Linked DNA regions of Macaca fascicularis: region 1 is linked to region 2. The links are chromatin contacts, called in public Hi-C maps. All regions are on one chromosome and are shown on one strand. The core of a region is the stretch at or near the end of the contact, and the rest is flanking DNA. Distances in the headings are between cores, read along the strand shown. Region 1 overlaps AFF1 (ALF transcription elongation factor 1). Region 2 holds the start of AFF1 (ALF transcription elongation factor 1).

Evidence for each region. Hi-C and Micro-C count contacts between places; a contact is called where the count stands out from the background.
Region 1: a contact with region 2 is called in a Hi-C map of skeletal muscle, with 4 times the contacts expected there. The contact joins the enhancer-like site here to the promoter of AFF1 in region 2. A contact is called at or near these places in 2 of 2 Hi-C or Micro-C datasets (liver and skeletal muscle).

What each region holds. Positions count from the first base shown.
Region 1 is chr5:92,664,950-92,667,649 of T2T-MFA8v1.1, forward strand. The region is part of intron 12 of AFF1 (ALF transcription elongation factor 1); the gene reads left to right. Among named protein-coding and RNA genes, the nearest start is that of KLHL8, 120 kb to the right of the region's middle. Within about 2 kb of position 1,367, at least 3 of the 6 cell types and tissues checked have an H3K27ac peak or open chromatin away from gene starts, as enhancers often do. A contact at or near this core is called in liver, where this site is marked.
Region 2 is chr5:92,478,130-92,480,829 of T2T-MFA8v1.1, forward strand. AFF1 (ALF transcription elongation factor 1) reads left to right here and starts at 1,445. Exons shown (of 21, transcript XM_074040095.1): 1 at 1,445-1,637.

The DNA of each region.
Region 1 (2,700 bases), core at 117-2,616, 190 kb after region 2:
GGGTGGATTGCTTGAGCCCAGGAGTTCAAGACCAGCCTGGGCAACTCTGTGAGACCCCGTCTCTGGGGGAAATTTTTTTTTTTTTTTTTTAATTAGCCAGGCGCAATGGTGCGTGCCTGAGGTCCCAGCTACTCGGGAAGCTGTGGTGGGAGGATCACTTGAGTCCAGGAGTTAAAGGTTGCAGTGAGCTGTAATTGAGTCACTGCACTCCAGTATGGGCAACAGAGTAAGACCCTGTCTCTAAAAAAAGTAAAATAAACACGTAACGTGCATAGAGCTACATGTGTGAGCCTTGCATTGTTCTAGGAGCTCATGGAGATAATTCCTCACTTCATTCAGTCATCTTATAGATTCCTTTCAAATGAAGGATAGTCTGTCTTAATTATCATTTAGATGAATAACTGAATAAGGAGGTGCATTCATTCAAGTCTTTCTTTTCCTTTTTCTAAATAATTGCTTTGCCAACCAAGACGCTTTAACTTTTTTGGGAAAGACATTCCAGTGCTATCGTGTATGTGTTTTGAGGAGTGAGGAAGGGAAGTTATGATGTGTAAGAGGAAAATGCAGCTTTATTGCAGGGAATGATTGGTTCAGTCCTTCCCTTGCATCCAAGATCCGACTGTCTTTTCTTGGTTTATTGCTCCAGATCAGCACCCCTGGTTATCTTTCAAAATGAAAGCTCATCCCTTCTGCTTGACTAAGGCCACTTACATCTAAATTTCTCCATGCCTGTTAGTTACCCTGAGGAGAGCACCACAGCCATATGCATGTGATAGCTTAGGCTGTTCTGAATCAACCGTTCCCTCACCAAAGAGAAAAGTGGATGAATTTCCCTTTTCTGTAGCACTCATCCCAGTGAACACAACCTGTTTGCACAGCAAGTCCCTGGGCCTGATCTTGGTGCAAACTTAAATTGATGTCCCTTGTGTCTTTTTTGTATTGAATCTCCTTCCGAGGGGAATCACAGGGAAGTCCCTGAATTTCCCCAAAGACTGCGTCTCCAGTTTTCTGTGTTCCATGTGCTACCAAGCTCATTTGCTTCCCTTTAGAAGAAGATAATAGAGCCTTAGAATTTAAGTGTGGAAAGAACCTTAGTGGTCCCTTGATCAGCTGCCACCTTTTATAGATGAGATCCAGAAAGGCACTAACATGGCTTGGCTGCTGAGTAAAAATAGATCTGCAGCTCAGGCATGCTGTCTCCTCCCAGTGCGGTGATCTTTCCTCTTTTTCACACGTGTTTCTGCGTACAAGTGTCTGTCGGGAGGATTCTTAAGAGGCGCACAAGGTCGGCGTACTGGCTCTGACGCCGGTGAATAAGGCGGCTACCACGTCAGCCCTGGCTTGGTTCCTCCACAGCCCCCACCGTTGCCACTCAGTACCACACACATTCCTACTCCACTTTAGCTCCTCCTGCAGATGCCCCCATCTTCCTCCACAGCCAAGCTCCTGGTTAACTACATCTTTCCATCTGCTGGAATCTCTGTTGCCCCAAATAAGTGTCAGTTCTGGAAGAAGCCACCTTTTCCCTGCTTCCTCCAAGTGTCTGCTGGGTGAGCCAGCTGCAGGGCAGCGCAGCCCGCCGAAAGGCTTTCCCTGACGGAAACTGACTCGGCCCCTTGCAAGCCCATGTCTTCCTTTTATGGCCTTCACTCTTGCCCTGTGCTCCACTGTGGGTGGAGCAGCATCTGGCAGACGATCAGGGCTGCCTGACCCAACAGGTTAAGAAAAGCAAACAAGTCTGTGAGGACCAATTTGTCAGCCGGCAGCCTCCCTTTGTGGAAGGTGAGGCACCGTCCTTGAGACACTTAACCTAGTAGAAAAAGAATTTCTGAAACCCATACCTTAAGCCAGATTCCCTGAAGTGGGGGTGACCTGGGGGATAAACCACAGGGCAAAGGGACTTCTTTTTCCTCCTGAAGAGAGAGTATCACTCTCATCTGAATGGCTTCTTGACCCAGAAAAATCTAAAGAACACCGTGCCTCCTGTTTTTTGGCAGGTCTTTTCTTGGAATTTTGGTCTGCATTTCCGCTCACCCAGTATTGCATGGCTCCCAGGTTAATGACCCTTTCCTACATCCATCCACTTAAAGTTGTAGTGCAGTCCTGCATCCAGTGACCTCAGCTGTGTCCCTGAGCTATTAAGCTGAATTTCTGTGCCACTGACAAATACCGAGTGCCTACTCTGGGGAAGCCTCTGTGACTGTTCCAGAGAGAAGATGACAAAGTTCCAAGTGCATAGTGTACAAAAAAATACTAACCTCATGCCCGCTGGCTTGATTTCAACAGTTAAGCAAAATCAACAGAAGGGGATTTTTGCTTTAAAGTTTGATGGCTTGCTTTCTACCAGCTTATAGAATAGTATCTGCTTCTAGGTTGCTAAATATCAATATAAAGCATATTATTCCAGTAAGTGCCAATGCAGTTGTTAGATGCTGGCGCTGAAGTTAGTGCTCGCTGGTTTCTCTCTTGTTGGCTGTCTACTTGAGTCACCGATTGGCACAGCCAGAGCTATAACCAGTCTGTGAGGATTGATTTGCCCTGACTTGTATCTTCATATGTGGTTTATAAGGTCTGCCAGATTGGCCTATAGTTACAACCAGCATGTCCTAAGCAAAATGAAACTATACGAACAAAAATCAGCTCTCATTCCACTGCTAGACTTTGGTGTTTTCTTTAAGAAGTAGCCTTGTTAATGCTTAG
Region 2 (2,700 bases), core at 195-2,694:
AATATATTACCATGCTTATACATGTTTCACAATGAAATGTATTCATTATATAGCAAAAACGTTAAAATATTTGTTATTGATTAGAATAGAGATCAGTCTCTGTTAGAAACCTTTAAAAGGCGCACAAACACTTTGTAAGAGGTGACTCCTGTCCCATCCTGCTCAGGGATGACCAAAACTTTCATCCTAGATAGATACACCACCAGGTTTCATCAGGGACACCTTAATTATTTTATCTGTCTAGGTAAACCAATCTCCCGATAGGAGGATATGGAGTAGGGTGAAGAGTTATATTTTGGAAAACAATCCACGGAAAATTAAGTCAACTAGCCAAAGGTTTAATTTGGAATTGCAAATATCCATCAATTAGGTTTTCAATTATGTGGACAATAAAAGAGTTGAGGAGCAGAGCAGTAGAGACAAAATTAAAAAGGAAAGAACAGAAGGCAGGGAGGGGCTTATTTTCATACATTATACCAATTTACATTACACATCATACTGAATTTAAGTAAGGTGGTTTTCTTCATCCAAATAATTTCACCCATTTTAAACTATAAAATATTGGAGGTGAAATCTCATCTGGGCCATTTGATGTAATCTTTCTGCGTCCCTTTCAGGAAGGAAGGTGCAACCACACAATGAAGACAGCCTGTTGCTTTCCTTGGTATGTTCACAACAGGAACAGGAATCAGGCAGCGACTTAACTAGACCTGAAGTTTCCCCTTCTTCCCAACGGTCTATTTGCCATAAGCCCCCTGAACCTATTAGAATTTTCTGAGGTTGGGCTGGTGGAGGGCAGAAACCCGGAGGCTAGATTCAGGAGACCTGGTTTCCCATGCCACTTAGTAGCTTGTGACACTGAGCACAATACTTACTTTTCAGCGCTTCGGTTTCATTATTTGGGAAATGGGAACAATATATCTGTTTTGTAAGATTGTTGTGAAGATAAAACAGGCCTGTGTGTGAAAGGCCTTTTCTAAATTGTAAAGCCCTCCCCAGATGTTAGTTATTATCTCCTTTAAAGGGCACAGAATCTGTTTCAATAGTACAGGAGGCTGCAAAAAGGCTCCTTGACACTTTTTGCTCAGAACTTGACCCTGAGCTTAATCTCGCCGTAAAGTGAAAGGGTTCTTGCGCCCCCACAGCAACCCGGGGCAGGGTCACCCTCGCGACCGGGGCGGTCACTGCCGTATTCCGTCCTGAGCTGCCGCTCCCCCACGATCCTCCCACCAATCCCGGGAGGGCCGCGACGTCCCTTGCCGCTTGGGTGGCGCCAGCTAGAGGGCGCGGGTCGGGGCGGAACCCGGTACCGCGGCTCGGGAGAAGGTGGGGGCGGGGTGAGGGGCGGGGCCTCGCGCGGAGGGCGTGGCCTCGGGGCGCCCGGGCGGCCGGCGCGCGGAGCTTCCCAGCTTGCTAGCGAGCGACGGGCGCGCGCGGCCCCTGCGCACTCGGCCGCCGCCTGCGCGCGTTGCGGCCGCAGCTGCACCCTTTCCTTCGCGGTTCCGCAGCCGAGCCCCGGCAGGACGCGCTCCTTTGCGTTGTCTGCACTCGCGCCCCTTCCCACCGCAACAGGTCAGGGGAGGGCGGAGGTGACGAGGGCGCCCGACCCGGGACTAGAGGACGGAAGGGTCTGGAAGGTGAGCGCAGCCCTGCGCCCCCCAGGACTGGGGGTCGGTCCGCCTGGCCCCCGACGCCGCCGCCGCGGACTTCTCGGAAGCCTAGGCTCTCCCCGCCTCTCTGCCGGCTTCCCAGCAAGCTGACTCAAGTCGCTGGCGTTCCCACTTTTCCGGAGGGAGCCTTCGGGGAGAACGGGCGAGGGCGCAGAGCTCTCACTGCCCTACTTGCGATCCCGCGGCAGGTAGCGCGTAGAAAAACGGGACGGGGACACGGGAAGATACTCATGCTCCTTCCTCACCCCCAGCCCCCAAATCGGACGTTTGCCTCTGCACCCCGCGTTTTGTGGAGAGCTGTCCCGTTGCTGGGACCTGCTCCCTGAGTTGCGTAATGAGTCCCAGAAGTTTCTAGGGGGGAGGGGCGGGGAAAAGCGGGATTCTTCTCTCCTGCACCCCGGGACCCTCCCCTGTGCCTGTCGTGGAGAGAGATGAGGGCCTCCCGTCGCGTCTCACTCAGAGCAGGAGGGAGACGTGTGTCGGTGGTCCGTAGTCTCCGGGGAGGAGTTGGAGCCACATTCTGAGACTGACTTCTGGGACAGAGGGAGAGGCGTCTTCAGAGTGTGGGACTGGCTAATTTCTCCTGATAATGCTTTTTTCCTTCGGGTGTCCCATCCTCTGTGACCGTCGCACCCCCACCCTCCGACGGTGCGAGCGCCGGAGCCGGGGAATGAGAGGGGAGAGAAGGTGGAGAGTGTGAATCACACGTTACCTTAGTGTGATGGTAGTTACATTAATGGAGCTGCGACGGGCCTGCGGGCGGTTCGATACCGTCCTGATAGTTTTCCCGGAGCTTCTCCACCACCAGGACCCGCATATTGTTATGCAAATCATCCCGGGAAGGCACTTGGCTTTGGAGGTGGAGATGTGTCCGAATCTCCTGTGAACCAGTCTCTGTTGGGGGAAAGGCCTTGCAGCCAAGTGATTTGTTTTATTTAAGGGTGGAGCGGAGATAATTTTAACCCCCGCTTCGTGCACGTTGTGGGGTGTGACTTACGGGGAAACCAGACTGATTTAAAACCTCCAGTGC